4 separate regions of the Sus scrofa genome follow, and all the other regions are linked to region 1. Evidence: chromatin contacts called from public Hi-C and HiChIP or PLAC-seq data. All regions are on one chromosome and are shown on one strand. Each heading gives the region's core, a stretch centred on a gene start, on an enhancer-like site or on the middle of the called end of the contact. The rest is flanking DNA. Distances are from core to core; before and after follow the strand shown.

Region 1 (7,537 bases), core at 3,366-5,865:
CAACAGGATCAGTGTTTCAGGCAAGAGGAGGACACAACCCTGCATCCACCAGAAGGGACCCTGGACCCCCGCCCCAGGTAAGCCCTGACTCCAGGCCCGGACTGCCTCTGAAATCACCTGTTGACGATGTTATTGAGCCGGCTGGCCTGTGGGATGGTGGAGTCCTCCCCATTGGTGCTGAGCTTAGTTGGGGACTGGAGGTCAAGGGTCTCAGGCTCCATGGGTGGCTGACAGGCTGGCGGGGCAGTGTATGCTCGAGGGGAAAGGCGGCCCAGCTCAGCCGGCTCGGGTCCCTCAGGTTTGGCATTCTGGTTGAGGCTGTTGAGCACAATGAACTTGTACTTCTTCCAGTTGCAGGCTTTGGGGTCAGTGGGGCTCTTGGCCGGTGGGGAGCCAGAGGTCTGGAGGATGCAGGCATTCTTGCTGCTACAGGACTCGGTGGGCGAATTGGGCTGGCAGTCGGATTTCTGAGGGCTCTGTGGACTGACCAGACCCTTCCGGTTCAGGGGTGCATTGGGGGGCTCGAAGTGCAGGGCAATCTCGTCCTCCGAGGAGGGTCTCTCTTCCTCCTTCCCGGCCTTGTCACAGGGGAAGTACGGGGCGCCCCGAGCTGAGGGGGCAGCAGGCTTGGGGCCTTCAGCCACACTGTAGTGCATGTCACTCCGTGCCTCCTCTGGGGCTGCCTCCTTGGGTGAGTAGATGCTGCTGTGGCACATGCTGGGGGATATCTCCATGGCCGGCCGGCTGTAGTCAGCGTGGATGGGCCTGGCACTGTCGCAGGGGAGGGCCCGCTCCTTGGGAAAGGGGTTGGCCACAGGCATCCGGGCATCCCGCAGCTCCTCGTCGGAGAAGAGGAAGCTGCTGACCGGGAGGTGGCCGTACACAGGGTAGGAGGCTGGCGGTGTGGACAGGCCGTTGTACAGGCTGGGGGCGAAGGCTCTGCTCTCGCAGCCAGGGGCGTTCCTCAGTGGTAGGCTGTTCTCCACCACCTCCCGGCCCCGATAGGCCATGATGTCCTGAGGCATCAGCATCCGGCTGTTCAGGAACTCTTCCCGGGGAGGCTTGATGGCAGGAACCATCTCTGCTTCACTGCAGGAGGGAAAAGAGAAGACCCAGGCCTCTAAGTCAGAACTTTCCAAGTGACACGAGTCTAGGCTCTAGGAAACCACACTTGCCCTTGGGTCAGCTAGACATGGGCCATGTGGTCCTGCAGCAGGGAAACCCTTGCACTTACAAGGCAGTTCTGCAAATGCCTAGTAATCTAGCCCACAGCTGGGGAAATGAAGCCTAAAGAAAGAAAGAGAGTTAGACAGCCTGTGCCTGTTTATATGTGATTCTGTATGTTTAAGTCCCATATGTTTGTATATGTGTGAATCTATAATTATTTAGACGCCATAGAACATTAAGCTTTCAGAGCCCTTGTCTGCTTTCATCCCTGCAGAATCCTGCAGGAAGGTACAGTAGGCACGACTATCTCCATTTTACACACATAAAAACTGAGTTTCAGGGATGGAAGAATGTATCCAATGCTGGTGCACAGGCTGGTTCAGAGGGTCATTGTCAAACTAGTGCCCTGTGAAGAAAGGACTCGCCCTACACACTGCCTGGAGTTTTGGGGAAGTTGACTTTGGAGAACAGGCCACTCATGCCATTGCAGGGAGGACTGGTTCTGCAGCAGTCACACCTGGTTTCCAGTCCCAGCTGTGCCACTTAGCAGCTCTGTGACCTGGAGCACAAGGCCTGACCCAGAGAAAGCACCTGTAAATGATAGCAATGAGGATCTTGCCACCATCATCACCCACAGGAGACAAAGAGTTCAGGCTGCCTATACTGGAAAAGATATTATGTGGGCAAAATATAGGCCAGCTCAGTCTGATCCCAGTTCACAGAACCAGAACCAAGGAGTAAAGGTGAAGGAAGCCGGATTTCAACTCGCCATATAGAGGAGCTTTCAAACTGTCCAAGGTCGACTGCATGGCTCTGGGAACACTGAGTTCCTAGCTCCTGGAGATGATCAAACGGAGGCTGGAAACCTCTCTGTTTGAGAAGGGAGGCAATCAAATGGTTCTAAAGAAGTCAAGCCCTGAGTCTCTGTTCCACTTAGCAAAGCTCTTCACTTCTGTGCCTTGAAGGTTCCTCACCTGTCAATGGTGGTCGTGTCTTACTAGCCCTCAACAGGGGCTTAGACCCAGTGAACCCACTTTAATTCAATAAATGTCCTCTCTAGTAGGAGCAGGGTGACATAAAAGACATGCTCTGGTGGAGGAACTAAGGGGCATATGTAAATAGTTACAACAGAAGCCTAAAGGAGAACTGAAACACATATGCAAATAGTTAAAATAGAAGCAAGGTCAATGGGACCAGCAAAAGGCTTTGGGACATAGTGGAAACACTGAGGAAAGAGCTAAGTGATAATTGCACAAACATCTATGAAGCAGCTGGCATCCAGGCATGGTTTTTCAGGATGGGTGGGAGGAAAGAGCCTATCAAGTGAATGGCAGGAAGCAAGAAGCAGGGATGCCCATGGCATATCTGGATAGCAGGAGTATGCAAGCGCAGTGGAAAGTTAGGTTGTGGCATGCCACAGAGGATTCTTTTTACTGCATGCACACATTATCAAAAGTTTATGATCCTTTCTGATCCCATCCATTTCCAAGGCTTCCATCTGGGTAGCAGCTCACCTGGCTTTGATGAACTTCCGGCAAGTGTCCACAACATGCTCCATCTGCAGGTACATAGCTGTGGCCATCACTGCCATGATGTTGCCCTCCCGCAGATTGAGCCGAGACGTGTACATGAAGTCCAGGAGGATGCAGAACCCCTCCGGGTTGATCTCGGGATCCAGATTGATCACGCTGAGATTGCATTTCAACTGGTCCGTGAAGATGCTGTAGAAGAGGCCACTGTAAAACAAAGAAATGTCTCACTATAACAGACATGTAGAAACTATCATCAGTTATAGTCAGCATCCTGGACCTAGCTCCAGAATTTCCTTGGCAATTAATCATAGCTGCCATTTATAGAGGGCTTAATCAATGCCAGAGAGTCATTAAGCACTTTCCACACACTGTCTTGTGTTCCTTACAACCTTGCCAAGGATAGTAGACTCTCTCCTTGTCTCCCTTTACAAATGGGGAAACTGAGATCAGAGGAGTCAAGTGATTTTCCCAAAGTCACAGAACCTGGATTCCTTTTAGTCTTAACTTCATGGATTACCAGAGCTAAATTTAGCACTCATTTGTAGTAACTATTTTAGTCTCTATCTTTGGGATAAGCATTTTCCTTCTTGTTCCAATACATTACCCTTAATTTTAAATTCTTAGTGTTTGTTTTAGAAGCCAGTTGGGTGTTGATAACAAATAAATAAAATGACGCCTGCCATCTATGGTTTACTGACTCTCTAAAAGTCCATAGACTATTACAAGATCCATATTCCAAGGAGAGCCAAGTCAAAGTCAAGCCATGCCTCCAGGAACCATGATGTCTGGAAGAGGAAAGAGCACTCAGTTAGAGGCCAGAATTCTCGACTGACATCTGAATTCTGCTCCTTCTGAGCGAGCAGCCAGAAATGAACTGGACTTCACCCCGTAAGTAGCTATGCAACCTTGGGTAAGTTACATCACTGCTCTGCACCTTGCTTTCCTTATCTGCCCAGCACGAAACATGCTGTCTATCTTACAGGGTTGTGGCAGGAATGAAAATGTAAAAGGGACAGAATGATGCCTGGCACATGGTAAGCACTTGGTGAGCATTATCTATTCTTTTTATCTCTCTATAAACCTCTGTTCTCTCTGCTGGTAAAAAAAAAAAAAAAAAAAAAAAAAAAGTGCTCGTTGTAGGTGTTGAATAAGCCTCTACTAGCAATTGGGATCCTTGGCTCTACATCAGTTCACCTATGAATGTCTTCATTTTATCATCTACAAAACAGAGCTAGTCATGCCACCTACAACACAGGCCACTAGGAAGATCCAGGGAGATGATGTAACATAAAACTGCTCTGAACCCTTGGAATACTTGTCAATCACTTTCACCAACTTACATATGCTCTGAAAGACCTGTGGAAGTATAGTCACGGCATAAAATAAAAATCACAGGAAAATAAAAGAGCAAAAGATTTCAAATTAACTTGCTTAAAATATTTTATAACTCTCTTTCACTTTTCATTATTTCACTGGTTCACTGAAGTCATTCACCAGATTTGCCCCAAACACATCTCTGGAGATGGTATATGATTTCTTCTCCTCTATTCCCACCGAATAGAAATGCTTTCTTTTCTAAAAGTGTGGTCATTCATTTGCTTCCTGGGAACCCACCCTGCCAGGACAGTGCTAAAGATCTGGAGACACAGGAGACGTGATCCCAAACCCGGAATGGGGCCCCCACGCTCCGCACTGGCAGCCGGCACTAGCATACCCCTTACAGCCATCATCTGCCTTCTGCTTCCAGATCCCTCACCTGCAGGCCATGAGGACCGTCTTATGGGCTCTAAACTGCTCTCGGCTCACCACTATGACAACATCAGTCAAGATGTCGCGGCTCCGGAGGCGATTAAGGTTGAGAAGAACGTCGCTGGCATGGCGGGTGAACTGGATACAGCTGTCAGCCGGCGAGGCCATTTTTCCTTCACCTGAAAGAAAAGGTTAAAATCCTGTTACTCCTCCAGGACCTAGTTCCTTCTTCCCAGGAGTGTCAGAGCAGGTGGGCCAGCCTGCTCCCTTGTGTTTGCTTTTGAACAGTTCATGACCCATGTCTGGACACTGCTCTCCACGTCTATAAAAATGAGATAATAATCTTTATCCAATTTGTTAATAGAAACCCCTATAAGGGAAAGAGGAGGGAATGAATATTGGATGAATGTTTTCGGTTTGTTTGTTTGTTTTTTTTTTCCCAGATACCAGCATTGAGAGGCAATGAGTATGACAGAGGAGAGAAGGCACGCTTTGAAGGTTAGCATGTTGGCCATACCTTTTGCAAGCTGTGTGACTTGGAGCAGCTTGTTTTATGGTTTCTGGGCTTGAGTTTCCCCCAAATGGGAGTAGTAATACCCATGGGGTTGTAAAAATTAGTGGAATTTCTCATAAATCACAGCTATTCTCATCAGTATCTCATTTCATTATCCTAGCTACCATCTGTCTCTCCTCTACCAGGCTTCAGAATTATTTGAATGTATCTTGAGCACCAAGCACATTGCTGGTACACAGTAGGTGGTGAAATTAGCGTGAACCAAGAACTGAGTAAGGAAATGAATGATCACACAACAGTGTTAAGATAGTCCAATGCCAGGGTAAAGGGGTTGGGGGCAGGGCTGGCTGTGATGGAGAGGCAACACACTCTCCTTTATCTCATCTAAGGAAAAGTGGCACTGTTCACAGAAACACACGCATTGGCAAATTTGAAAGAAACAGTTTCTCCACAAAATTTTAAAGCATATAATTCAATTTACTTACCCAATGCCTTGATTCACAGTCCAAAATTTTGCTTAAAACCTGCAGGGAAGAGAAAAAAGCAAACAGAAATTGATTTAATGAATGTAAGATTGTCCACTATAGTCTTATTTTAGGACACACATATTTAGTTTTACTTTGATAGCTGCAGCCTGCCAGCTGGTGCGGTTTTACCACAAGCTAGCACACATTTTTTCCAGCTCGGCTCTTACGGAAACAACAGGCACTCGAAGCTATGCAATAATAATGTTTTTTACCCCGAGTATTGGGAATACGATTTCATACATCCATACACACACACACACACACACACACACACACACACATGTATTTCTTTTCTCAAAGTAAGAAATGTATGCCGTTGGGTTTATGGTAAAGAAAAAAAAAAAGAAAAACTATTCTTTCGATATTAATGAGAATGATCCTTCAGAGGCCTAAAAACTCAGGCCACTTTTCAAAATCTGCTAAAATATTATCCTTCAAGTCTTCAAATGATTCCACAAGGCCAACAGGGTCAATCTCTTTATCCCTATTTCACTGATGACAAAACTGAGACTTGGGTTCAAATGGCTTGCTCAGGACAAACAGCCAGGCAGCATTTCCTGACTGTCAGGAAACACTTAAGACTGAATAAAGAATCTGAATACAACCTGAGATGACATATCTACTCTTTTCTCCAGAATATTTGCCCCCCACCCCCACCCCTGCAAAGTTTCCTCTCCCAAGCCTCCTGGGGCTAAGATCAAATCTAGTGCTACAAACTTCCAAGTTTGTGCTTCCCCCTGCTGGTGAAAGATTTGACTGTGTGGTTTAGCTGAGAACTGGCCAGGCAGCACTCATGAAATATGGACCCTCTCCAAATTGGTTTCCCTAAAACAAAATAATTCAAAGCATAGGTGAAAGACTCTCATTTACGATCCCATGTGGGCTGTGAAACAAAACGACATTTGAACCCTATCCCCAACCCAGCACCCCTCCATCGATTTTTTTAAAGCATAACCCTTTAGAGCTCTTTTCTGGGTAAAGGGGCCTGAGGCCAGGGAGGTCATGTTGGGCCACATAGATGGTGAGCGGCCCGGCCCTAGGTCTCCTGGCTCAAATTCCTGTCCCCTTTCCAAATCAGCCTACGTGCTGTTGAACATGCAAGACAGCACCCTGATGTGGGTGAATCTCATTTTTAAGTTCCTTCCCCCACACAAACACTTTGCCCCCATTCCAGGCTGCTGAGTCTTACCAAATGAGCACTCTAAAATGAGAGGTTTCCTTGAGTCTGTAACCAAACACTCTGACATTTCTCTGTGGTCCCAAGTGCCAGTCACTCAATCTCATCGGCTTCAAGGTTAATGTGTGCATGTGAGAGAGGGGGGTGGGGGAAGGAAATGGGGGAAGGGAGAGGATAGAAAAAGACAAAGAACCTATTTCCTCCTCTCCCCATCCTAACTCAAGATGGGCAAAGAAAGATACACTAAATTGGTCCTAACCCAAGTTCAAGGATTGTCTCCTTGGAAAAAGAATGCTAAAGACACATGTGAGGTTTCTCCTCTTCTCCCATGGAAGAGACCCTCTCAACACTTCTGGAATACCTAAGGCAATCCTTGAACCAGCTTCAACCACCATCTCACTTGTGGATTTCCAGTCACAGACTTCTGGAACCACAGGAAGCCCAGATTTGCCATTTCACCTTGACCAGTGGCAGTGACTCACTCCAGATGTGGATTGAAACAAACAAAATAATTCCCCTGTGTCCACTGTCAGCCAGGCCCTAGGAATGGGCACTTTTCACCCTAAACCTCTCTGCCTGGCTTGAAATACAAAACAAAAACAAACACCATACACCAAGCCCTTGTCCCTACTAACTCCACTCCTTTCTAAGCGAGCTTTATCTTAGGAGACGCCACAACTAGTATGTGGGTCATGGTGGCTGTGGACAACACTGCCTCCCTCTAGGTGTTGGAGGTGTGGAAGCCTGACTAGCATTTGGCTTGTTTTTCAGGGACCACTCAGTTCTTTCCCATCCGTTATTGTACCTAATCCTCATAAAAGCCCCAGTTTACCGGGAGGATACTGAGGCTTCAGGGGATAAGGCTTACCAG
Region 2 (7,537 bases), core at 2,843-5,342, 1.4 Mb after region 1:
CAAGGGCACGCTTTTCACTTTGCCAATTTTCACAATTGTCTGATCTCTATCTGGTTGATTTCTACTCTTCATTTTTTTCTCCTTCTTCATTTCTTTTGCTTCTGTTTTTCTTTTTAAAACTTTTTAATTTGCAACCCAAGGGCATTGATTTTAGACCTTTCTTCCTTTCTAATGTGGGAATTTAAACCTATAATATCCTTCTAAGTGCTGCTTTCACAACATCTTGCAGATTTTTGTATGTTTTGCAATCTTTCCTCAGAAATATTTTCTAATTTTTTTAACTTTTTTTTGACCCATAGGTACTTTAGAAGTTGAATTGGCACATTTCCAAATATTTTGATTTTTTCTAGATATTTTAATATTACTGAATTTTAATTTAGAAAACCTATTGTCTCTGACTTTAATCCTTGTAAATATATTAAGACTCGTTTTATTGACTGAATTATAATACATCTTTTGAGTTTATTATGTGCATTGAAAATATTTTTTGTATAGTTTTCTATAGCTATCAATTTGTTCAATGTATTTGATAGCGTTTAAATTATTTATGTTATTACTAGTTTCTGTCTAGATTTTTTTATCAGTTACTGAGAGGGGAATGTTAGAATTTGTTTCTCTTTTCTCTTTAATTTTATTATTTTTTGCTTCATGTATTTTGAAAGTATGTTAGATGCATACACATTCTTGATTAGTATGTTTTCTCTTGATGAATCAAGCCTTTTTTCATTGTGAAATGTTATTTTGTCTCTGCAAATATCATAAGTCTAAAAGCCTACTTTATATCTCGTATAATTATAGCCACTCTATCAATTTTATACTTATTTTTGCATAGTACATTTTTCATCCATTTGTTATCTTTGTATTAAAAGTGCATTATCTGTAGAGATCACACAACTGAGTCATACTTTTAATCTGTTTTGTTAATCTCTGCCTTTTAATTGGAGTATTTAGTCCCTTCACATTTTATGTAATTTTGATATGATTGAAGTCAAGACAGTTACCTATTATTTGTTTTCCATTCCCCCTTGTATTTTTTATTCCTTTCCCCCTTTTTAACCCTCTCTTTAAATATTTAAATTATTTTAAGTATTTAAATATTCCTCTTAAATATATATATGTGTATTACATATGTATGCATATAAGTATATATATGGATATACACATGTATTTAGGCTTTTTAGTTATAACATTTTATGTAATATTGTAGTTGCTTTAGACAGAGTTTCTCAATCTATTTACATTTTGATAAGGACCATTTTTTGGTGTGGGAAGCTGTTTTTTACTTTGCTGGATGTTTAGCAGCAACCCTAGCCTCTACCCACTAGGTGCCAGTAGCATCCTGTCTCTGTGTTATGACAATCAGAAATGTCCCCAGACATTACCAAATGTGCCCTCAGGGCAAAAATCACTGGATTGAGAACTGCTGCTCTAGGAATATAAATATTTAACTTTTCATAGTGTACTCAGGGTTACTATTATAATACTACACTTAAAACATAAAAACCTTGTAAACATATTGTTCTAAAAATGTACACATTGGAAATGGCACTATACAGTCAGTATGGTCACAGGAGGAAAAAGAATAGGCTTGGAAGGATAAAGTTTGTTATGCTCACAAATTCCAAAGAAGGTGTCATACAGGGCCATAGAAGAATACATAGTATCTGTCAAGAGGCAGAAGGGGCAGGAGCTAGGGGAGAAATTAGGCCAAGTCCTTTATTGGAGTTTCTACTGGAAAGGCAAGGCAGGGCAGGGTAAAGAGTTTAGGATTGGCTAGTTTGAAAACTTTTTGTAGGCTTTAAGCTACAGGTAGTTCTTCATTGTCTGGTACTTGGCCTTGAGCCAAGGAGGAGGAATATTGCCTCATGAGAAGTATGGGCCAGAGAGAGAAGGTTTGCCTCTGGATTGTTTAATTTGCATATCAAAGTCCATGGATTGGGCCATCACTCTCTCTAAGAATGGGCTACCCCTAAGGGAGGCATCTCTTCTCAGTCAGACATCAAAACATAATACTCAGAAATTTATATACATATAAATATATATAAATGTATATATGTACACATATACATAGAGGTCCATTTACATCCCCTCCTCACTGCCTTTTCTTTTATAGTTTGTCACATGTATTACTTTCAAGTGCATTTTAAACCCCGCAAGATAATGTTATAAATTTTGCTTTAAGAAATCATATGTATTTCAAAGAAAGCAGGATATAAAATGTCTCATATTTAAGCACATGTTTTCATCTCTGATGTTCTTTGTTCTAGAAGAGTCAGGTTTCTCTTTGATGTCATTTTCCAAATACACAGCACTTTGCATTGTAATATGCTGGGATAAATTTCTTATTTTCTTTTTTTTGGGGGGAGGTGACATTTATTTAACTTTCATTCTTAAAGAATGTTTTCTCTAGTTAGAGAATTCTGACTTGAGTTTTTTTCTTTTAGCATTCACAGTGTGTTGTTCCACTGTCATCTGGTCTCCATAATTTCTGAAGAAAAGTTCATAGTCATTTGAAGTGTTATTCCTCTGTATATTCTCTAGCTGCTTTCAAATGTTATCTTTATGCTTGCTTTTCAGAAGCTTGACTATAGTGTGCCTACTCTCTTGAGTTATATTATTAATTTCTAGTTTTATTACATTGTGTTTAGAGAAAGTTGTCTCTACTATTTCTACTCTTTGCCATTTACTGAATATTTTTACATTTCAATACTTAATTTGTATGAACATTTCATATATACTTGGATGTGGTGAAGTCTCTGCTTTCTTTGTATCGTATTTGATAAATGATACTTAGATCCATTATCATTAAGTTATTTATATTTTCTCTGTCTTTTCCAATTATTTATTAATTAAATTTTTGGATAAATTTATTAATTAAATTTTGATCTGTCATAGACTGAGAGAAGGTAATTAATTTTTTTAAATTACTATTTCTCTTTCTTTGTTTCTTTGTTTCTTTCTTTGTTTCTTTCTTTGTTTCTTTTTTTCTTTCTTTGTTTCTTTGTTTCTTTCTTTGTTTCTTTTCTTTCTTTGTTTCTTTGTTTCTTTGTTTCTTTGTTTCTTTGTTTCTTTGTTTCTTTCTTTCTTTCTTTCTTTCTTTCTTTCTTTCTTTCTTTCTTTCCTTCCTTCCTTCCTTCCTTCCTTCCTTCCTCTGGCATGCAGAAGTTCCTGGGCCAGGGATCAAACCACAGCAGTGACAATTATTATTATTATCTATTACCCTCTAATATAAACTCATTTATGTTAACAACTCCCTTTTTAATCTTCTTTTTATACTTCCATATCATTTACTTTAAGTTTTTTATAAGTATCATTATCAGCTATATCAGTGGTTGTTTATTTAGATAATATGCTTCCACTTGATGTGACATCTTCAGTAGTATATATTAAACCTCCAGTGAAGCATAAGAAATCTGCATATTCATACTATTCTTACATTCTATTGTCTTTCACTTCCCTTCTTTCATTAGTTTTACCAGACAAATTTCATTTTTATGGCATATTCGATTTTATTTCCCATGAGGCATCCAATTATTACTGCAGAGAATTGATATAATTTCAGTCCTCTTAATTAACTCGTATGGCTTTATTTAGTTTTTCATTCTAGGGCTAGAGTAAGAAAGCCTGTGCCAGCATCTAGCATGCTGTTAAAAATTAAAGGGCCTTTTCTGGGCCCCTGGGGTTAGAAACATGATGAAGGGGTGGTTTTTAAAGTTCCGCTCAATTTTTTTAGCAAACTTCCATAGTTGAGTTCTGGACTAGGGGGAGAGCCCCGGATTTTGGTCCCAATTTTACAACCGCTAACTTTGTTTCCTCATCTATCAAAAGGTCATTCATATTGTCATTCTGTTTCATTAATAGTCTTATTGTACAACTCTAATTAGATACCTTGAAAGCCTTAGTAATATGCCTTCTAGATATCAGGTGTTAACAAGTTCTGATTTTCTCTCAGATAAAAGATTTTGTTAACATGGAACTAAATAGATTAATTTGATTGTTATCTTTATTTCCAAGTCAATTGGCCTTGCTTGGTTGGGCATTAAGTCACCATTATAAGTAAGAGGTCAGGCGGCAGCAGGCAGCAAAAGGAGGAAGAGGCAAGGGAAAATCAGCTGCTAAATAGTCATAAATTGACTCAGGGGAAAGACTGAAGAGAGTGAGCAATTCCCTTGCTAAAAGAAAACACAATGACAATATTAGCACCTGCTGGCCTTAGGTGGTCATGCTGACACTGTTTACCAGGAGCTTTAACATCTTCTGTGCCATTTGACCTTCAATACCAAGAATAAATACCATGGATTGACTATATTTTAGAAATGAAAAAAGTGATGATACCAAGAGAGGTCCGGAGATTCAGGTACCATCAGCTATTTAGAATGAGTTGGGTTTCAGTATCAATTCTTCCAATTTCCTGTCCAGTGTTCTTTTAATAAATAATATTTTATTCCTTTTTTCTCTCTCCCTTCACTCTCCCTTCTCCCCTCCTGTTCCTTCCTTTTCCTTCCCTTTCCTCTCCTCTTTCTCTATGATCTTGCCTCTGTTTTTTTCATCCTCTCTCCTTTCCTTTCCTCCTCTCTGTCCCTCTGGGAGAAGATAACCTCTCCTGTTAATGTAGATTCTGCTTCTTTTCTAGGAATAGGACTATTGGAACTTAGCAGAACATGTGCCAGCATATTCCACATATGGGTGCTTACAAAACAGTGTTGTTTTGTTTTATTCACTCTTTTGTCTTTGGCTTAATGTGCAGTGAGAGGGTGATGGACAAGAGAAAGCTATAGACTATGGATCATTTATTTTTGAGATGAAGGAAGATTCTCTTGGATTAAAACATTCACCAGACACAAAAATCAGGAAATGATAAAAGGTCTGGTTTATCCTACAGGGTAACTGGTTTAACTAGTTGCTAACACGCAGATTTGGTAATTGTTCCTTATTCGAGATCAAAACCCCAAATCTTATTTCTATCATAATTGGATTCATTCCCACATCTTAATTTAAAATTTAATTTTTATAATCCTATTATGTATATAATCTCCTGAAAAGTGGAGGAAAGAGAGGAAGACTCAGTTTCTAAGATTAACCATAAATTTAAAGCTTTGACTAATCTTAACCACATCAATTTTCTTACTGTTTCAATTTGGACAATTCACTTTAATTCCTGGGCTCTCAATTTCCAATCTATAAAATGTCAATGATAAAAATTCCTGTCAAGCCTAGCTCATTAAATATAGCCCATTTAAGTGATAGGTATGAGAGTGTTTTTTAAATTGTAAAGTGCTAAAATGATTTGTTCCTTAAAGAGTTCTAAAAATCCATATTCATTTGTTAATGCTCCCAATTTTTAAAAAATATATCCACAAGAAATAATGATGAGGAAACTGACTGGTCAATTCACTTGTGTATAATCATGTAGATAAATAATGGTGGGATCTGAATCATGAGCTTCTCTGATGTCAACTCCTTTTGTTGTGTACCTAATTCCTATCTGTCCTCAAATGGATTGGGATTTTTGAGGTTAAACAGGCCCCATTTTGTGACCTCTGTCCCATCTGAAGTCTATAATGAAGAGGTAGAGTGTAGATAGTCTAGAGCTTAGAGAGCAGGTCCTGAAGTCAGGCCACCTGGGAGCCAATTTGAGGTGTGCTTCTGGGTGACCTTGAGCAAGGCACACAACAGTCTATGCCCCAGCCTCTTCATTTGTAAACTGGAGAGGGTAATAGTATCTATAGTATTGGGGATTAAATGAAATAATGCCTATAAAATGCTTAGAAAAATATGTTATGCAGTAAGCTCTTGAAGGATGTAAGCTTCTATAATAGGTTTTTGAGAAAGGCCCTGGTTAAGGGTTCAGGGATTTGCATACGGAATCACTTTCTTGATTAGGAAAGTCTCCTCCTTGTTAATTTTGGTTTCCTCATTTATAAAATTTCTAAATTTTTAAAATTGAAGTTTAGTTGATTTATAATGTTATGTTAATTTCAGGTATATAGCAAAATGATTAATATAACTGTACCTATACCTCTATCTATTCTTTTTCAGATTCTTTTCCCTTATAGGTTATTGTAGAATATTGAGTAGATTTTCTTGTGCTATACAGCAGGTCCTTGCTGGTTATCTATTTTATATATGGCAGTGTGTATTTGTTAGTCCCAAATTTCTTATTTACACCTAAACCTCTAAAATATTTCTAAAATATTTTTTGCTTTTTTTTTTTTTTTTTTTTTTGGTCTTGAAACCCTGTGCTTTTGTAGTGCTCCATTGATGTATCAATTTTACCAAAATAAATCATCTTAGAGGACTGAATGATTTTACCTAATCAATTACTCCTGTGGAAAAAAAGAGGTTTTCTGCTGGAAAATAATGTTGCTTCACACTCATGTGCTAACAAAACCTAAGCAGGAAGGTCAGGCCAAGAAATACCTTCCTGCAAGAACAGGTATTATATGTTTCTCTCTCTGTACTGTTTAAATGTGTCTTCTACAAAATCTGAGGGATAGGAAATGTTGCAGGAGTGAGGCTTGGAAACTGCTGGAGGGGGTCACCCCTCATCCTGTCTGTAGAGATGCTGGTAAATGCAGGACCTAGGAGCTGCCCCCTGTTGACTTATTATCAGTGGGAGGAAGGCATGAGAAGGGAGGGCATCTCAGACATTACTCCACTACCTAATCCTTGCTTCCTTGGATCCAAAGGCCAGTGAGCTGCTCTGTGCCCCTAGAGTTCTGATTTGGCATCTCCTTCTCAGACAAGAGCTTCAAAGGGCCTCTGCTCCGCTTTGCTCTGCTCTGGGTGAAACCGGCTCATGGCCCAGGCCAATTCTGCTGGCTTCGCGTCTGTCAGTGGGTCCTAATCACTGTTATAAGTGTGGTTCTGCGGAACACCTTGTAAAATATTTTCCTATTGCTCCAGCAACATCTCCTGTCTAGACAATCTAATTATGAGCACGGAGCAAACAGCTCAAATGTTTGCCGCTCCTAAGGGTTGCCTAACTCCAGAGGTGGGGGTGGAAGGGCAGGGGAGGGGGTGTGGATGGCCTTGGTTACTTTTTGTTGACTTGACCAGAAAACTGAGTGCTCCAAAAGAATCCAGCTAACTTTTAATTAAAAAGAAATGATCTGGTTGAAAGCTGGCATTTTGTTGTTTTTCCAAACTCAGTGGAAGATTAAAGGTTGCGATTCATTTCCCTCCAATCATATCTTTTTCTTGGCTTCAAAGGTGATTTGTGGTCTCTCTGCTTAAAAAAAAAAAAAAAAAAAAAAAAAAAACCTGAAAAAAACCCCTACTTATTTAATAATCTGCCCTCCCAACAGCATGTCGAAAATAAAAAGTGGCTTCCTAAAAGTATGTTTTTTCCAAGTAGTAATTCGATTACATTCAGGGAGAATTTCCTGAGCTGTGGCCACGTGGCAAGCATGATGATGACAGTGATGAGACCTGGACTCTGCTCCCAGGATGTTTACAGTCTCCTGGGAAGGCAGACACATACGCACTGACACTTTAACTAGGCTTTGATTAGTGCTTCGGGAGAAAGTCAGCAGTG
Region 3 (7,537 bases), core at 1,698-4,197, 1.3 Mb after region 1:
TGCTCAGCATATGTTAGGCACTTAAAAATGTGTGTTAATGATGGCTTAATTAGCTGTGTGTGTTTGAAGAGAAAAAACTCAAAGAGGATTTTGTATTGATATTATATTTGTCTGATGTCTTCATATCGTTGATGGGCTGCCGTGTGGAGGAGAATACGAACATGTTTATTTTGCACTGTTCTAAAGGGAAAAACCAGGCTCAAACTGGTGGGAAATTTTGGATGACATTAGAAAACTTTCTCTCCTCCTGCAGTGGATTTGGGTGACTTGATGGACAGTGGACCTTCCATAGATGAGCTGTTTTCCCTGGACTGACTGAATGAGGGCTGTGCCAGGTAGCACGGTACAGGGCAGGCATGGTGGTGCCATGAGGGAGGCTCCATTGTGCATCACTATTGCTGAAGGCTAGTTTTGTGCTGGACACAGAGTCAAGTGCTGGGGCCAAAGTAGAAGTGTGTGCCCCTCACGTTCAGTGAGATCATAGTTGCTGGGGAGAAGACGCTCCCAAGTCTCCTTGGGGGGACGGAGGAAGACCTATCACAGTGTTATTCAAAGTGGGGTCTGACTGCTCACTGCCCAAAAGCTAATGCAAGGTTTGTGAAAAGGAAAGTTTGCTTTATTCTGGAGTCTGGCCATGGGGGGAGAAGTAAAACTCAAATCCAAAGGCCATCTCCCTCCATTTACAGTAGGCAAGAGCTTTTATGTACAGAGAGAGAGGCCTACCCACAAAAATAGCAGAGTCAACTGTGACAGTCATCTTAAAATGGTCATGCAGTGGTCTGATCAGCATCATCTTCCTGGTTTCAAGTACAGTTAATCTTCAGTTCCAGAGTCAGTTTATTCTCATTTCATTGAGACCAGTTCTTGGAATCATGACAGCTTATGTTATGGCTACAGTTTGGTCATCATGGAGTTAACTTCTTCCACCTGGTGGGGGTTTCAGTCTCTAAAAACAGCTTAAGGGATATGGCTCAGAATATAATCTATAGCCCTTGAGGAGGCACTAAATGTCCTTGACTTTGCTTAGTGACTAAACTATTATTATTTGGTCTTGTTTGATTTCTTTCATTTGCTTCTGCATTTTCTCACCTCTCTTATTAAACATATTCTTTGGCTAAAGTTTTTCTACAGACAAAAGGCAGGCAGAGGACATGGGGGTGGGGTGGGGAAGGACCATATTGTCCTGCTCTGGTACAAGTGGCACCACTTTTAGTTAGAGATTTGGAGAATTGGTAGGAGTTTTCTAGGCAGGAAGGTATTCCATTAAGAGAGACTAGTCCGTGCCAAGTTTAGAGATATAAGTTATCATAATATATTGTCAGGGAGACAGTTATTTTGGGAAGCAGACACATCCAGGAAGTCAAGGCTTAGAGCATAAAGGACTAGCAGTGTCTTGCAAGGTGGGTCAGTTCTCTGGGTCCTTCCCTCTGTGTCTGCTGTATTTTGCGTACACCCAGATAACAGCACGGATCCCACTATATTATAATTGCTTAGGGGTGGGCTTCTCAGTGCACTGTGAGCTCCTTGAGGACAGAAACCATGTCTCATATATCCTGGTGTCTTCATGGCCTTGCCTGAGCTTGCCACAGCTTATATACTCAGCTAAGTCCTACTGAAAGAAAGAATAAGTATGTGAGAGCAATATGGATCTCACTTAAGGGATGGGTCCCGACATGATTTGTGAAGAGCTTTTGGATTCTTTAAATGTTTCTGAAGCTGTGCTGAGTGTAACACTAAGAATTACTTCTAGGGAGCCGTGTCTTCTGCAGAGTATTTCTGCTGATGCTAGCAGTGATTCTTAGCATTTATTTAGTACCCTTTGAACTGGCACCATGCTAAACTCTTTACCTGCCTTATTTAATTGGCACAACCTCCCTCTGTGACGTGTAGATATTTTCCCCATTCTATTGCTGAGGAAGCTGAGATTTGGAGAGGCTAAGAAATTCCCACAAGATCACACAATTAGAGTCAGAATTTGACCCAGAGTTAGAATCTGACCCAGGTCTGCTGACACTAGAACTTGGGTGCTAACCATCCTGGTATCATTAAATGAAGCCTGTTGCCCAGGGTGGGGCAGAGTCAGCCCAGTGAGGCCCATCTACAGGGACTTGGAAGATGGTTTTGTTAAAATAGGTTGAACTCTCCAGAATGTTATTGACTCATATCCCCTTATAACCTCTGCTCTAGCAGTGGAGGATGGAGAAATCCCTAGGAATAAGTAACGTTTAGAGAAACTAGAGCATCTAGTTTGTCAAGGCAACACAGCAGATTTCAAAGGAGCAAGAAGGGAAGTTTGTGGCTTCTTAGACTGTGGTGAGGGTAGAGATACACAGAAACAGATGGAAGTGAGAAAGTGAGGTCCTTTTTTCCCCTGAGCATTTTTAGTTGGGAGCTCCTTTGGGTATGTTTCTCCTTGTTTTTCATTTGGACTGGGAATGTCTTCCATTTGGGAACCCTTTGCTTCTGAGAAGCTCAGAGCAGAGCACAGGGTCCCCATGTAAAGAGGCGAGGGGCTCTGTGATTAGAGCACCTGCAGCTCTCCTGAGCCAACCAGCTCCGTGGTCTCAAATGGGAAAAGAAACAAGAATGCAGAGAAGATGCCATTTTCACAAGTTAGCTGGCATGTTTGGCTGACTTTTGCTTGCAGCCTGGGTCTTGCAGATGGGGGTGGGCAGGAGGTGAAGGAACCTCAACAGATGGCAGCAATCAGTGGGTGTTGGTGACCATTTTTCCTCACTGCTGAAAACATGGTCACCTTGTGCCTGTGACAATCAGACTCAACTCCAAGTTCCTCCGTCCTAGAACACAGAACAGTATAATCCTTTTTCAGCTTGCAGAAGGAATATTTTTAGAGAGAAGAGGTATCTAGGGAATACAAGGGCCACCTGAGATTCTGATTCAGCGATGTGAATTCACCTGCCCAGTTACAAGTCCTGATGTCTGAGGAGATTTGTTTGTCAGTCTCACAAGGACGGAAATGAAAAGCAATTTGCTGTAAACCCTTCCTCTCCCTTCTGATTGGTAAGGGGAAAAATGTCCACACACTGCCATCTGGTGGGAACTTCTGGTCACTGCATTTTTGAGAGTTCTTGCAAGAAACAACTGAGAAGGGGCCAGGCTTTTTCCTCCTGTTCGTTAACAAAGAGGCAATGAACAAAACATGGTCCTTGCCCTTGAAGAGCTCCCAGTCTAATGGAAGAACTTGACATGTTAGCAAGTAATTATAACTTGAAAAGTACCGTTTTAGGAATGTAAAGAGTAAGTTGTGAGGTAGTCTGGTTGGTAAGAAAGGAACATGGGAAAGCAGCTATAGGTAAAAGCTGGAAGAAGGTTGAGGCCAGACCGTGAAGGACCTTGAATGTCTGAGCAAGGCAGTGAGTCCGCTCAAGTTTAGTTAGAAGGAAAAAGATGGAGTCAGATTTTGGTGGTAAAGCAATACAGACAACAAGCGTCTGTATATATGCTTTCAAAGCATCCAGATCCTCTTGTTAGCAGAAGTCTCCTATGGAAATCCATTATGTGAACTAAGTGAAACCATGGATATTCAGACGGAAGTGGAAGAATTGTCTCCCACTCCACCTCTCCCATCCTTGGTACATATAGCTGCTTTGGGGGCAATATCTAAGGCCCAGCAGAACCTGGTTTGATACCTACTCCTGTGGAGTGTCCCTTAGCTAACATGACACACATGCTCTGGTTTTAGAGGTAACTCTATCCTGTCTCTCCTGACATAGGTCTTTATATATTAGGCTCCAGATCTTTTCCTATCTTTTAATCAAAAATTGCTATTTTTCATTTTAAAAAAATTTCTATTTTTCTTTTTTTTTTAGGGCCACACCCATGGTATATGGAGGTTCCCAGGCTAGGGGGTCTAATCAGAGCTATAGCTGACGACCTACACCACAGTCACAGCAACGCCAGATCTGAGCCATGTCTGTGACCTACACCACAGCTCACAGCAACTCTGGATCCTTAACCCACTGAGTGAGGCCAGGGGAACCTCATGGTTCCTAGTTGGATTTGTTTCTGCTGTGCCACCACGAGACCTCCAAAAAATATTCTATTTTTTTTGGAGCAGTTTCAGGTTCACAGCAAAATTAAGAGGAAGATTAGGAGAGATTTTCCATATCCTCCCTACAGCTATACATGCACACCCTCCCCCATGATCAGTGCTTCCTCACCAGAGTGGCCCTTTGTTACAACTGATGAACCTCCATTGACACATCATAATCAACCAAAGTCCATAGCTTGCATTAGAGTTGCACTGCCCTAAAAATACTCTGTGCTCTGCCTATGTATCCCTTCCCCACTCCTTGGTAACCACTGACTTTTCTACTCTCTCTAAAGTTTTGCCTTTTCCAAAATGTCATATAGTTGAAATCATATAGGATATAGCCTTTTCCAATTGACTTCTTTCCCATGCTTTTTACTAGAGCTGCTGATAGTTCTGAAGATCCCATTTATGGTAACTCCCATTTTATGAATAAATTAACTTTCTTATGCACAAAACCTATATCACCCGTTCCCTGTCCCTACTGCTTGAGGACAATATGTAGGAAGGTGGCTAGAGACCAGCTATCTCTGAGTGTCTATGAAGCATCATTTGTCTGCTGGCCAATATATTAACTCACATTCAGTATCTACACTTACGTGCCATCCTCAACCCACAGACCATCTATGATGGAGTTTTGAGAAGGAATCTTTTGGCTCTTACTAATGACATGCAAATCATTGCTTTCATTCTAAGAATTGAATTCTGGGAAAGCATTCAAGAGCCATCTGAGTAGTGACTGAATTATGGAGATCTACAGGAGCAGGTCTTTCTGTTCTGTTAAGACATGTAGCCTCTGGATGGCATTTGCCACAAGGAGAGAGATTTCAATCCAAGAGCTGATCAAGTGTGACTGGTCCTCCCCTCCCCGCCATGGCCAAAGGCTGCTTTGTTCCACCAATGTGGTTATCTTCCTGCCCTTTCAGATCTACACTTTCAAATGCAAAACACAAATGCCACCCACCCAACAGCATTTCCTCTAATTCTTTCTCCTGCTCCTTGTCTTTCCTCACGCCTTGCCCACTCTTGCTGCATGATGGGGTCAGTTTGCTCTCACCTTCCCACACTAGCTTCTCTGTTTCAAGCTTGTGTCCGGAACTGCCTCCTTCTCGCCATCTGGCAGCTGACATCTGCCACATCTTTCCAACTCAGGCCCCCACCTTTTCTTGGAGTCTTTCAGAAAAAAGATGTTAACTTTCACTGAGACTTTTCCCAGGACTTGATTATGTACACAGAATTTTCCACACGGTTGAACAATTACTTTTGCATCAACTCTGGCCCGCATTACTTAAGTTAATTGTTATTTTCCTGAGGACACACTGGCCAGTGTCCTTTTAGGTACCCAGAGCCAAGTTCAATAAACATTAAGAGAGTGAATATCACACTTTAGAATGAATGGGTTGGGGTTCTTCTCTGTTTTATTAGAGAAAATGGAAATGTCCCTCAACCTAAAGCCCTTAATAAAGACAGCAAGGTGGAGGAGGGGGTTTTTGCACACTGTGCAGTGTGTATGAATATCCACTGCTCACATATGTCACTCAGTTGATCACATATGTTACTCACTCATGCTTGTCTCCCTTTGTTAAACAATGGGCACATTGGGTTAAGGATCTGGTGTTGCTGCAGGTGGGTTGTAGGTCGCAACTGCAGCTTGGTTCCTGGACCAGGTGGCCAAACAAACAAAACAAAACAAAAAAAACCCAAAAAACAAAAAACTCTGACCTCCTTGAAGGATGGAGGTTTCAGTGCTTGGCTTGGGACCTGGATCAAAAGGCATGATCAATAACTACTTTTTCAGTGGATTTTTCAATGTATGTATTCAGATAAAGAAGACACATGGGCCCTCAGTAAAGTTTCCTTAAGACCAGATGGTCCTTTTTTTCATCCTGGAATAATTTCTAATTAAAATCAATAAAACAGTGCAGTGTGACTCATGTACTGTCTGGTTTATTTGGCTTTCTCTGGAGCTTCCTGAGGGCAGGGTTTTGAGTGGATGTTGATGGAGAAAGAGCCAGGCTGGAGGTAACGACACCTGTGCTAGAGCCCCACCTCTCCCAGCTTCTGTGCATGTGGTCCAGGGTAAGTCGCTTTTCATGGAACCTCAGTTTTCCCATCTGTGAAGTGAAGACATTGTCTCTCCAGGATCTTCCATCTCTGACAGTGCCTTCGATTTCCTTGGTTTTGCCTCAGGTACCAAAAAAGCCCCGATCTTTCGATTGAACTTGCTGAGTCATTTTGAATTAGTAAAAGCCCAGTGTTGGCTCCCTTTCTCTTCTGAAGTTATCCAAACAAAGATCAGCACAAATGATTCCAAGGGAAAGCATACCTCCAAAATGAGTCCTTTAGAGCTGATTGTCTTGGTGTTCAATAGTTCAAGCTTTCACAAAGCAGGTTCCTGGACATTGACTTATGAGACACTCACCAATGTAGTAGAAGCCAAGTTGAGTTGAGAGGTAGAGCTGATACCCCAGCAACAGTCTTCTCACTTCATAATGTAAGTACATTGTAGATGTATGTATTACAGAGAATCAAATTTGTCCCTAAATTTATCTAAAACCACACATAACAAAGGGCTTTAGAATAGAGCCCTTTGTACTTAGTTATTGAAGGTGTTAAGCTCCCTTGGTTGTGAGAAAGGGAAACACCCTTCAGTAAGATCAGGTCATGGAAGATTAATTTTAGGGGACATACACATAGAAACAGTCCTCTGGGTTTACTGGAAGCCAGGCCAACCTAACTACCAGGCTTCACAGTGTCTGGAATAGGAAGGTGGTCTGGACCCCACAGATTGACTTAGATCTGCTCTCAGGACTGTGGGGCCAGACACACCTGCCTTGATCTTGTGCTTCATCTTCAGTACAACTCAGCTCTCTGTCAGTTTCTACTTCTCCTAGAGTCTGTTCTTTTCTCTTCATGTTACCAAGCTGCATCATTTACTCCATGTTATAAAATCTGGAGAGACACGCTCTGACTGCTGTGGTTAATTACCATGGCCCTTGGTTGGGTAGGTTGTTTTCTTCAAGTCTCTCTATAGTTGCTGATTATCCTATAATTTGGCAGCTCTTAGATCATGGGCACTTCCTGGTCTGATATTCTTTGGCCAGAAGCAGGTTCTAGCCTATACATATAACTACTCCTAAACCTGGAGGGAAAACCCATTCCTCAGTGAAGGCAGTACATGGATGGTTTCCTTTGCAAAGGACTGTGTGATGGTGGGGTGGGTATGTCTGCTCCACCAGGAATGCTCATTAGGTGAAGAGACCACTTAAGAAGGATCAGGACCAGGAATGCTCATTAGGTGAAGAGACCACTTAAGAAGGATCACTCAATTATTTGCACAGCTATCTTATGAAAATGATATCAGGGGTGGCTTGGTTCACTCTAGAGAAGAGAAATAGGATGAAGGAAATGACATATATAGGGGAAAATTTTTTAACTTGAGGAAAATATTTCTTCTGACAGTCAGAGCACAACATAGATGGGGTG
Region 4 (7,537 bases), core at 2,654-5,153, 1.2 Mb after region 1:
AATATTGGCAGGAGAAAGACTTTCAGATGATACAACCATTTATGGAAACTAACACAAACTTTTACACTATTTGGTGTTGAATCATAATTTGGATAATGATGGTACAAGGGCCAGGAGCATTCTTCCCATCAGGATTCAATAATTAAAAATATATTTGTCCTTCACAGTATACCAAAATTATTTTAAGATATAAATATATTAACCTAATAAACGAGTACAAGATGATTTTGGAGAAATTAATGTCTTTATTTAAAGGCATACAAGAAGATCTAAATAATGTAGATTGGAGATAAACCATGTTCATGGATGGGATAACTTAGCATTTTAAAGATGTCAAATTTTCCCAAATTAAATAAACCTCACATAGAATGGTAATCAAAACTTCTGCAGAGAAACCTGAAATACTGGGTCTAAAAAATGTTTTGAAAAATAAAAGTCCACAATTAAATAACAATGTTGGAAAATAAAAGCAAAAGGACATATTCACTCTACTCTATATTACTACATAATCATAAAATAAAACAATGTGGCCTATAACATTAACAGATGAAGAGTAATGAACAGATTGCAGAGCCATAAACAGTCCCATATGGTATAAAATCAAGGTGACTATTCAAATTTGCCTAGCAAAAGCCCGTTGGCCTAGCAAAATTCCAAATAATATCCCCCTTTACTCTCAAATCTTGGTTTGGCTTCTAAACTATAAGATGCCCCCTTTGTGCCTGTTGACCTAGCAAAATTACAGATAATATCCCCCTTTGCTCTCAAATTTCTGTTTGGATTATAAATTATAATATGTCCTTATATGTATAAATTGATTTGATAAATGAGTGAAGGAAGGGGGATTTTTTTTTTTTAGCATATAGTGTTGCCAAAAGTGACTTAATAAATAGAGAAAAATAAGAATTGATAAAATTTCTAGTGCACTGAACTCCTAAATGTACAGATGAATTATAAGCTAGTAAGAAAATGCTGGAAGACAGCTTGGTGACTTTGGGGTGAGAAATGTTTCTGGAACAGTACCCAAAAAGTCCAAACCATAATGGGAAAAAATGGATCTGACTACATTAAAAATTAAGAATTTCTGTTCAATGAAGGACACTGTAGATAAAGGTAGCAGATGGGAGACAGCCTGGGAGAAGATAATTACAGCATTTAAAACTGACAAGGGATTAATATCTAGAATAATTAAGCCATTCCTGCAAATCAACAACAACAAAAAAGAGGACTTGGCAAATACTGTGAATAGGCAATTCACAGAGGGAAACCCCAATTACCTACATGTTCATGAAGAGATCCCCAACATCACAGGCAATCAGAGGGGTATAAATTAAAACCACAATGAGACTCATTTTACACCCATCAGATTGGTAAAAATTAGAAAGTCAGATGGTACCACTGATGGCACAGATGTGGGGAAATGAGAGTCCCTTGCGCTGCGGATGGGAATGTAAACTGGTGAGCCATTTTGGACAGCAATCTGTCAGGAAATTGAATATACGTGACTCTCATGACCAGAAATTCCTCTTCTGGATTTATAACCTAGAGAGACTCACACAGAGCCAGAGATGGCATTTATAGGATAGTCAGAGCATTAGAGTTTGGGTCTGCTCTGTGGAAACAACAGAGAGAAACAAAGCATAGTAAAGCCAGAGCTGGCTCTCTGTGTCTCTGCAGGCTGTATTCCTTGCTGAATCTTTTCGTTAGGTAGGCATGTGATTGTCCCATTCTGCCTCAGTCCTAGGGCATTGTCAAAGCCCAGATAATGCCCCTTTCCCACCACTCTCCAAACTTTTCAGTGCTTTGTTATGGACACTATCTAGAAATTTAAACACATCAAAAGCATTCAGAAGGTGATAGTTTCCCAGTCCATCCCACTCCCTCCAAACTATTGCCTTTGGAATGGATAAGCAATGAGATCCTGCTGTATAGCACTAGGGATTATATCTAGTCACTTATGATGGAGCATGATGGAGGATAATGTGAGAAAAAGAATGCATATATGTACATGCGACTGGGTCACTTTGCTGTACAATAGAAAATTGACAGAACACTGTAAACCAACTATAATGGAAAAAATAAAAATCATTTAAAAAATGGCATTCGGAATATAGTGGAGTGAGTGTTGGGTTACCACAGAATGAAGGGAGTTCTTAACCCAGGAAGAGGGTGGTGGTGATAGGTTTCAGCAGCAGCCAAATAAGAGAAATCCATGACCTCCCTGAGTGCAGACATGTGGAGGCTCCAGAGACAGGGAGGCCACTTCTGCTCTTTCCCTTCACATAATGAAAGAGAAGCATCTCCATAAGTGAGCATGGCTGCGGAAAACGTGTACTAATAGCCAGAAACAAATAATCCTCCTTATAAAAGTGTCCTAGACAATGAAAGAATAAAAAAGTCTGAAGGTCTTAAATTATTTTCCGAGGCTAGTGTAGCGTTGATTTTTGACTGTATGTAAATGTCATTTGTAAAAAAAATTTTGTTTATTTTTTGTTTTATTTTTATTTATTTATTTATTTTTGCTTTTTAGGGCTGCACTTGGGGCATATAGATATTCCCAGGCTAGAGTGTGGAATCGGAGCTATAGCTGTCAGCCTGCAACACAGCTCATGGCAACGCTGGATCCCCGACCTCTGAGATTAAACCTGCATCCTTATGGATACTACTCGGATTTGTTTCCTCTGTGCCACAACCAGACTACACCACAAAGTTTTTTCAATTTTTTGCAGAACACTAGTATTGAACAGAAAGCTACTAAGAGAGAATTTTCACCTCTTTTCCTGTCCTTTTGGGAAAACCAGGAAAATGAGTGAAGTTTGTCTCAATCCAGATGGCACCTCAGAATGGAGATCAGTCTCAGACATTTCCCTCTTGCTCCAGATAGTTTCATTTTTCAAAGAACCACTGAACATTAAAGCTGAAAGTGGCTTTCAAAAAGTTAGCTATCATAGCTCTAGTCTGCTATGGAATTCTCTCCACAAACATTCATTCCCTGATAAGTTAATCTCAAGAACCTACTGGAACCAGACCATGGATCATACTTTAAAAGACATCCCTCCATCCTTAAGAGAGTTTCTCGGCAACCAGGTGATAACTCTTGGCTCTCACCTCCCTCCATGAAGTGGGATCTCATTTCTCATGAGAAATGTGTCCCCAGAGATAGACCCATGAATGCAAAAATAAACCTGCTCAGTCTTGGTTGCCAAAGAGCTTGTTTCCCTGGTGGTTTAATCACTGTCCCTGCTGCTGGCATGCCCTGTGGTTGGTGCCAAGAGAGTCATGCCAAGGGTTCCCTTGGGCTCCTTTCTCGCCCTCTAAATCCCACCTCAGGCCAACTGCTTTGCATTATGCTGAGGCTCTTGGCATCTACCAGTGGAATCAAAATGCCATTGTGTCCCCCATGAGGAGGACTTCCGTGTCTTCCTTCTAAAACTGGTATCACCTCTGATGCTGGTGTTCTTTCTGCTGATGTCTGTGAGACGGCAAGAATCCCTTCCCTTCCTTTGAGTCATTGTCCCTTACACTGTTCCCATGGTTCTGTAACCCCTTGCTCCCAAAGCCTTATGGTGACCATAGGTGAAAACACCCCATTAAGGGTTTACTTGCAGGTCTTCTTTCCCCAGGATCTGGGCACAACTCAGTAGGGACTGAGCTGGGTGAAAAATTTAAATGGAAGACGTGGGGTGCTCTTCACTATTATTCCTCCTCTGCAGCTCAGATGCAGTTTCAGGCATCCCTGCCTGGGCTCTGACAGCTATTCCTTAGACTGACATCTTTCCCAAGGGACTCCTCCTCCTGTCAGTCCTGGGCATTGTCAGTCCCGAGGGAGGGGGCACTAAAGGGCAGACCAGCCACAGCTATTTTAGGGTAGCTCTAGGCTCCTCCCTTCCTCTCCTTTATTTGCTTGCTCTCACTTCCTTAGGGTGGAGCTCGCCTTCCCCTAGAAACTGGATCATTTCACAGCCTAGAGTCTTGCTTAGCCTGATCATTAAATTTTCTGAACTCACTGCCAGGTCCAAGATGATGAACTACTTCTTCAGTTATCCAGATTACAGGGAAAACAGTATTGTGGCTAAGAATTTGAACTTTGAAATCAGAGTCTCGGGTTCAAATCCAGACTCTGTCTCTAGCTGTGTGATTTGGGTAAAATGCTTACTCTCAGTTTCAGTTTTCTTATCTGGAAAAGGAGAATAGCAATACTACCGCATTCACAGGAAAACTGTGAGAATCAAGTTAAGTCATTGAGTATACAACATGTGGGAGATACTTCTGCAATTATTAAGGAGCAAACCAAAATCACACACAGGGCATGGGTGAGGTGCTCATGGTCTCAATTACCACTTTTAAGCTAGGAGGTAGAACTTCCTAGCCTGAGTCCTTTACTCAGAAGCTGGCAATTTTCTGCCCTGTTACCTGGTGGTGGGGCCCTCTGGTGGCAGAGCAGAGTATAATTTTTTTTTTCTTTTTGGACCTCCTGAGCTTACTCTACTAGGCTTTCAAATGAGGAAGAATCCAGCAGATTCTGCATGTGCCTCTGCACAGAGCCCTCACATTTACACACCGAGCCTTCTTGTCCTTGTTGTGTCAAGTCTTTTTATTGCCTTAGAATGCTCAATGCAAATATACAAGGGCTTAATCTCTAGAATATATAAGCAACTTATACAACCCAACAGCAAAAAAACCAGTCAATCAATGGAAAAATGGGCAAAAGACCTGAATAGACATTTCTCCAAAGAAGATATACAGATGGCCAAAAAACACATGAAAAAATGCTCAACATCGCTGGTTATAAGAGAAATGCAAATCAAAACTACCATGAGATACCACCTCACACCAGTCAGAATGGCCATCATTAATAAATCCACAAATAACAAGTGCTGGAGGGGCTGTGGAGAAAAGGGAACCCTCCTGCACTGCTGGTGGGAATGTAAACTGGTACAGCCACTATGGAGAACAGTTTGGAGATCCCTTAGAAATCTATACATAGAACTTCCATATGACCCTGCAATCCCACTCTTGGGCATCTATCCGGACAAAGCTCTACTTAAAAGAGACACATGCACCCGCATGTTCATTGCAGCACTATTCACAACAGCCAGGACGTGGAAACAACCCAAATGTCCATCGACAGATGATTGGATTTGGAAGATGTGGTATATATACACAATGGAATACTACTCAGCCATAAAAAAGAATGACATCATGCCATTTGCAGCAACATGGATGGAACTAGAGAATCTCATCCTGAGTGAAATGAGCCAGAAAGACAAAGACAAATACCATATGATATCACTTATAACTGGAATCTAACATCCAGCACAAATGAACATCTCCTCAGAAAAGAAAATCATGGACTTGGAGAAGAGACTTGTGGTTGCCTGATGGGAGGGGGAGGGAGTGGGAGGGATCGGGAGCTTGGGCTTATCAGACACAACCTAGAATAGATTTACAAGGAGATCCTGCTGAATAGCATTGAGAACTATGTCTAGATACTCATGTCGCAACAGAAGAAAGGGTGGGGGAAAAAACTGTAACTGCAATGTATACATCTAAGGATAACCTGACCCCCTTGCTGTACAGTGGGAAAATAAAAAAAAAAAAAAGAATGCTCAATGTCAAATATAAAATCAGACATAGATCTCAAGCCTAATAATTTGGATTCTTTATAAAAATCAACGTCCCCTTAAAAGGCCCCAAACTTTGAAAAACTAAAATAGTCACATCTTTAGGAATTGGAAAAATCTTATGTCATAAAACAATTATCAGAAAGAAGAAAACGAACTTTAATGACAAGTTTAATGACATTTTTGAACTATCAAGTATCAATTTCTCTGCCTATCTTATGCTTTTTGGTTGCATTTATTTTTCTACTATCTTGGCATGTATTTTATCCCCTTTTGGGTCATCCAAGTCTGCTAGACACATAAGTTTTAAGTCAGAGGTGAATTAAAATATTGGTAATAATTTCCATCGCTAAGGTATTCATAGATTGTTTAGATTGCTACATCTCGTGAAATGATGTGAAATGATCCAGTTTCTAGGGGAGTTCTGTCGTGGCTTGGTGGTTAATGAATCCGACTAGGAACCATGAGATTGTGGGTTCTATCCTTGGCCTTGCTCAGTGGGTTAAGGATCTGGCGTTGCCTGAGCTGTGGTGTAAGTCACAGACGTGGCTCGGATCCTGCATTGCTGTGGCTGTGGCGTAGACCAGTGGCTACAGCTCTGATTAGACCCCTAGCCTGGGAACCTCCATATGCCATGGGTGCGGCCCTAGAAAATACAAAAAAAGAAAGAGATTGCTACGTATCAAAAACTTCATGCTAACCCTGGTCCATTGTTGATTTTCAATAAGTGGGTTTTGAGTGAAGAGCAAGGAGGAAAGTGTCATCTTATGCCTGCTGGTGAGTAGATAGGGTCCCAGAGAGTTTATGTAAATAACTGGGCTAGCTGGGGCAGAGACAGCCCTCACCTCCAGGGCTTTGGACTATTTCTTTATATGATATTTCAGCTGCTGGGGGCACACTTGATAATCCCTTGCAAAAATGAACTCGGTCTTGCCTGAAGAAAAGTACAATAAGATAGAAAATGAAATAGTTTTCCTAGGCATTTAGGTAAAGCATCACATCACAACATATAATCTGCTAAGACTGGGGGAGTATCTTATTTTATAGAGGAGGAAATGGATACCCTGAGAGGGGGAGAGTTACTTGCACAAGAGTTGTGGTAGCTCACCATCAGGACCAGCCCTGGAACTCTTTGTCCAATGACCTGCATAAAGGGAACAATGGAAAGAAGCCAGAGAATGCCTGGGCCCCATCGCCACTGGCGCCCGGCAGCACTGGCCATACTGTCCATCCACTGTTTGTTCTCCTTTGTGAGGCCAGGAAGAATACTTTGGTTCCTACTAACCAGAAGGTCTTTCTACTTTCACCTGTCTCCTAAGGTTACAAATCAATGGGTCCTTCTCAGAAAACAGAGGCATGGATATGTACAGACAAAATCCAAACTAGAAAGTAAATCTGAAGCTTTACAAAATACCAGCTTGAATAGAGGGCTGAATGAAGTCTGAGTTTTTATGAAAATAAGGTCCTTTATTTGAAGAAAAAATACGGAGAGGCTACAGATGGAAAAGGACACAGAAGGAGCACTATAAAGACCCCAGGAACAGAAAGCAGGGGTATCAGGTAGTGGAGAAGCTCCTGACACATCCCCTGGCTTTCTCTGTGACCTGGAATGAGCCAATTCTTTCTGAGCCTCAGCTTTTCCGTCGGCCAACATGGCAAGGTTGGACCACATATCACACAGGCCTTTTTTGGGTTTGACCTTCTGTGACATTACGTATTTTCTGTATTTTTCATATTTTCCCCAGGTGAAAGAACAATTTGTTGATTTACTAAGAAGCAGACTGTCACCAAAGTCAATCCTCTGCTCAGCCTGTTGAAATTTTTTTGGGCGACAACTTCCTCCAGGGACTGGCTTGTGTATATTGACAGCATGCCACTCACCACCTCAATTTCGGCCCTGGAATGGCCCTGGA

Evidence for each region. A called contact is a pair of places that touch in the nucleus more often than the background predicts. HiChIP or PLAC-seq counts read pairs in DNA pulled down with a chosen protein or histone mark.
Region 2: an H3K27ac HiChIP or PLAC-seq map of alveolar macrophages shows a contact between it and region 1. The contact joins the enhancer-like site here to the promoter of BCL6 in region 1. A contact is called at or near these places in 2 of 5 promoter capture datasets (fetal skeletal muscle and liver), 9 of 47 Hi-C or Micro-C datasets (brain, embryonic fibroblasts, fetal heart ventricle and 6 more) and 2 of 2 datasets of contacts at active chromatin or transcription factors (alveolar macrophages and skeletal muscle).
Region 3: a contact with region 1 is called in a Hi-C map of subcutaneous adipose tissue, with 3 times the contacts expected there. The contact joins the enhancer-like site here to the promoter of BCL6 in region 1. A contact is called at or near these places in 24 of 47 Hi-C or Micro-C datasets (adipocytes, alveolar macrophages, blood and 15 more) and 2 of 2 datasets of contacts at active chromatin or transcription factors (alveolar macrophages and skeletal muscle).
Region 4: a contact with region 1 is called in a Hi-C map of alveolar macrophages, with 1.9 times the contacts expected there. The contact joins the enhancer-like site here to the promoter of BCL6 in region 1. A contact is called at or near these places in 3 of 47 Hi-C or Micro-C datasets (alveolar macrophages, embryonic fibroblasts and heart right ventricle) and 2 of 2 datasets of contacts at active chromatin or transcription factors (alveolar macrophages and skeletal muscle).

What each region holds. Positions count from the first base shown.
Region 1 is chr13:125,385,248-125,392,784 of Sscrofa11.1, forward strand. BCL6 (B-cell CLL/lymphoma 6) reads right to left here and starts at 4,616. Exons shown (of 8, transcript NM_001315701.1): 1 at 4,456-4,616; 2 at 2,682-2,903; 3 at 118-1,089. The coding sequence starts at 4,616.
Region 2 is chr13:126,791,964-126,799,500 of Sscrofa11.1, forward strand. The region is part of intron 5 of TPRG1 (tumor protein p63-regulated gene 1 protein); the gene reads left to right. Among named protein-coding and RNA genes, the nearest start is that of TPRG1, 270 kb to the left of the region's middle. Within about 2 kb of position 4,093, at least 1 of the 83 cell types and tissues checked has an H3K27ac peak or open chromatin away from gene starts, as enhancers often do. A contact at or near this core is called in alveolar macrophages, where this site is marked.
Region 3 is chr13:126,697,529-126,705,065 of Sscrofa11.1, forward strand. The region is part of intron 2 of TPRG1 (tumor protein p63-regulated gene 1 protein); the gene reads left to right. Among named protein-coding and RNA genes, the nearest start is that of TPRG1, 170 kb to the left of the region's middle. Within about 2 kb of position 2,948, at least 16 of the 83 cell types and tissues checked have an H3K27ac peak or open chromatin away from gene starts, as enhancers often do. A contact at or near this core is called in alveolar macrophages, retroperitoneal adipose tissue and subcutaneous adipose tissue, where this site is marked.
Region 4 is chr13:126,603,033-126,610,569 of Sscrofa11.1, forward strand. The region is part of intron 2 of TPRG1 (tumor protein p63-regulated gene 1 protein); the gene reads left to right. Among named protein-coding and RNA genes, the nearest start is that of TPRG1, 77 kb to the left of the region's middle. Within about 2 kb of position 3,904, at least 1 of the 83 cell types and tissues checked has an H3K27ac peak or open chromatin away from gene starts, as enhancers often do. A contact at or near this core is called in alveolar macrophages, where this site is marked.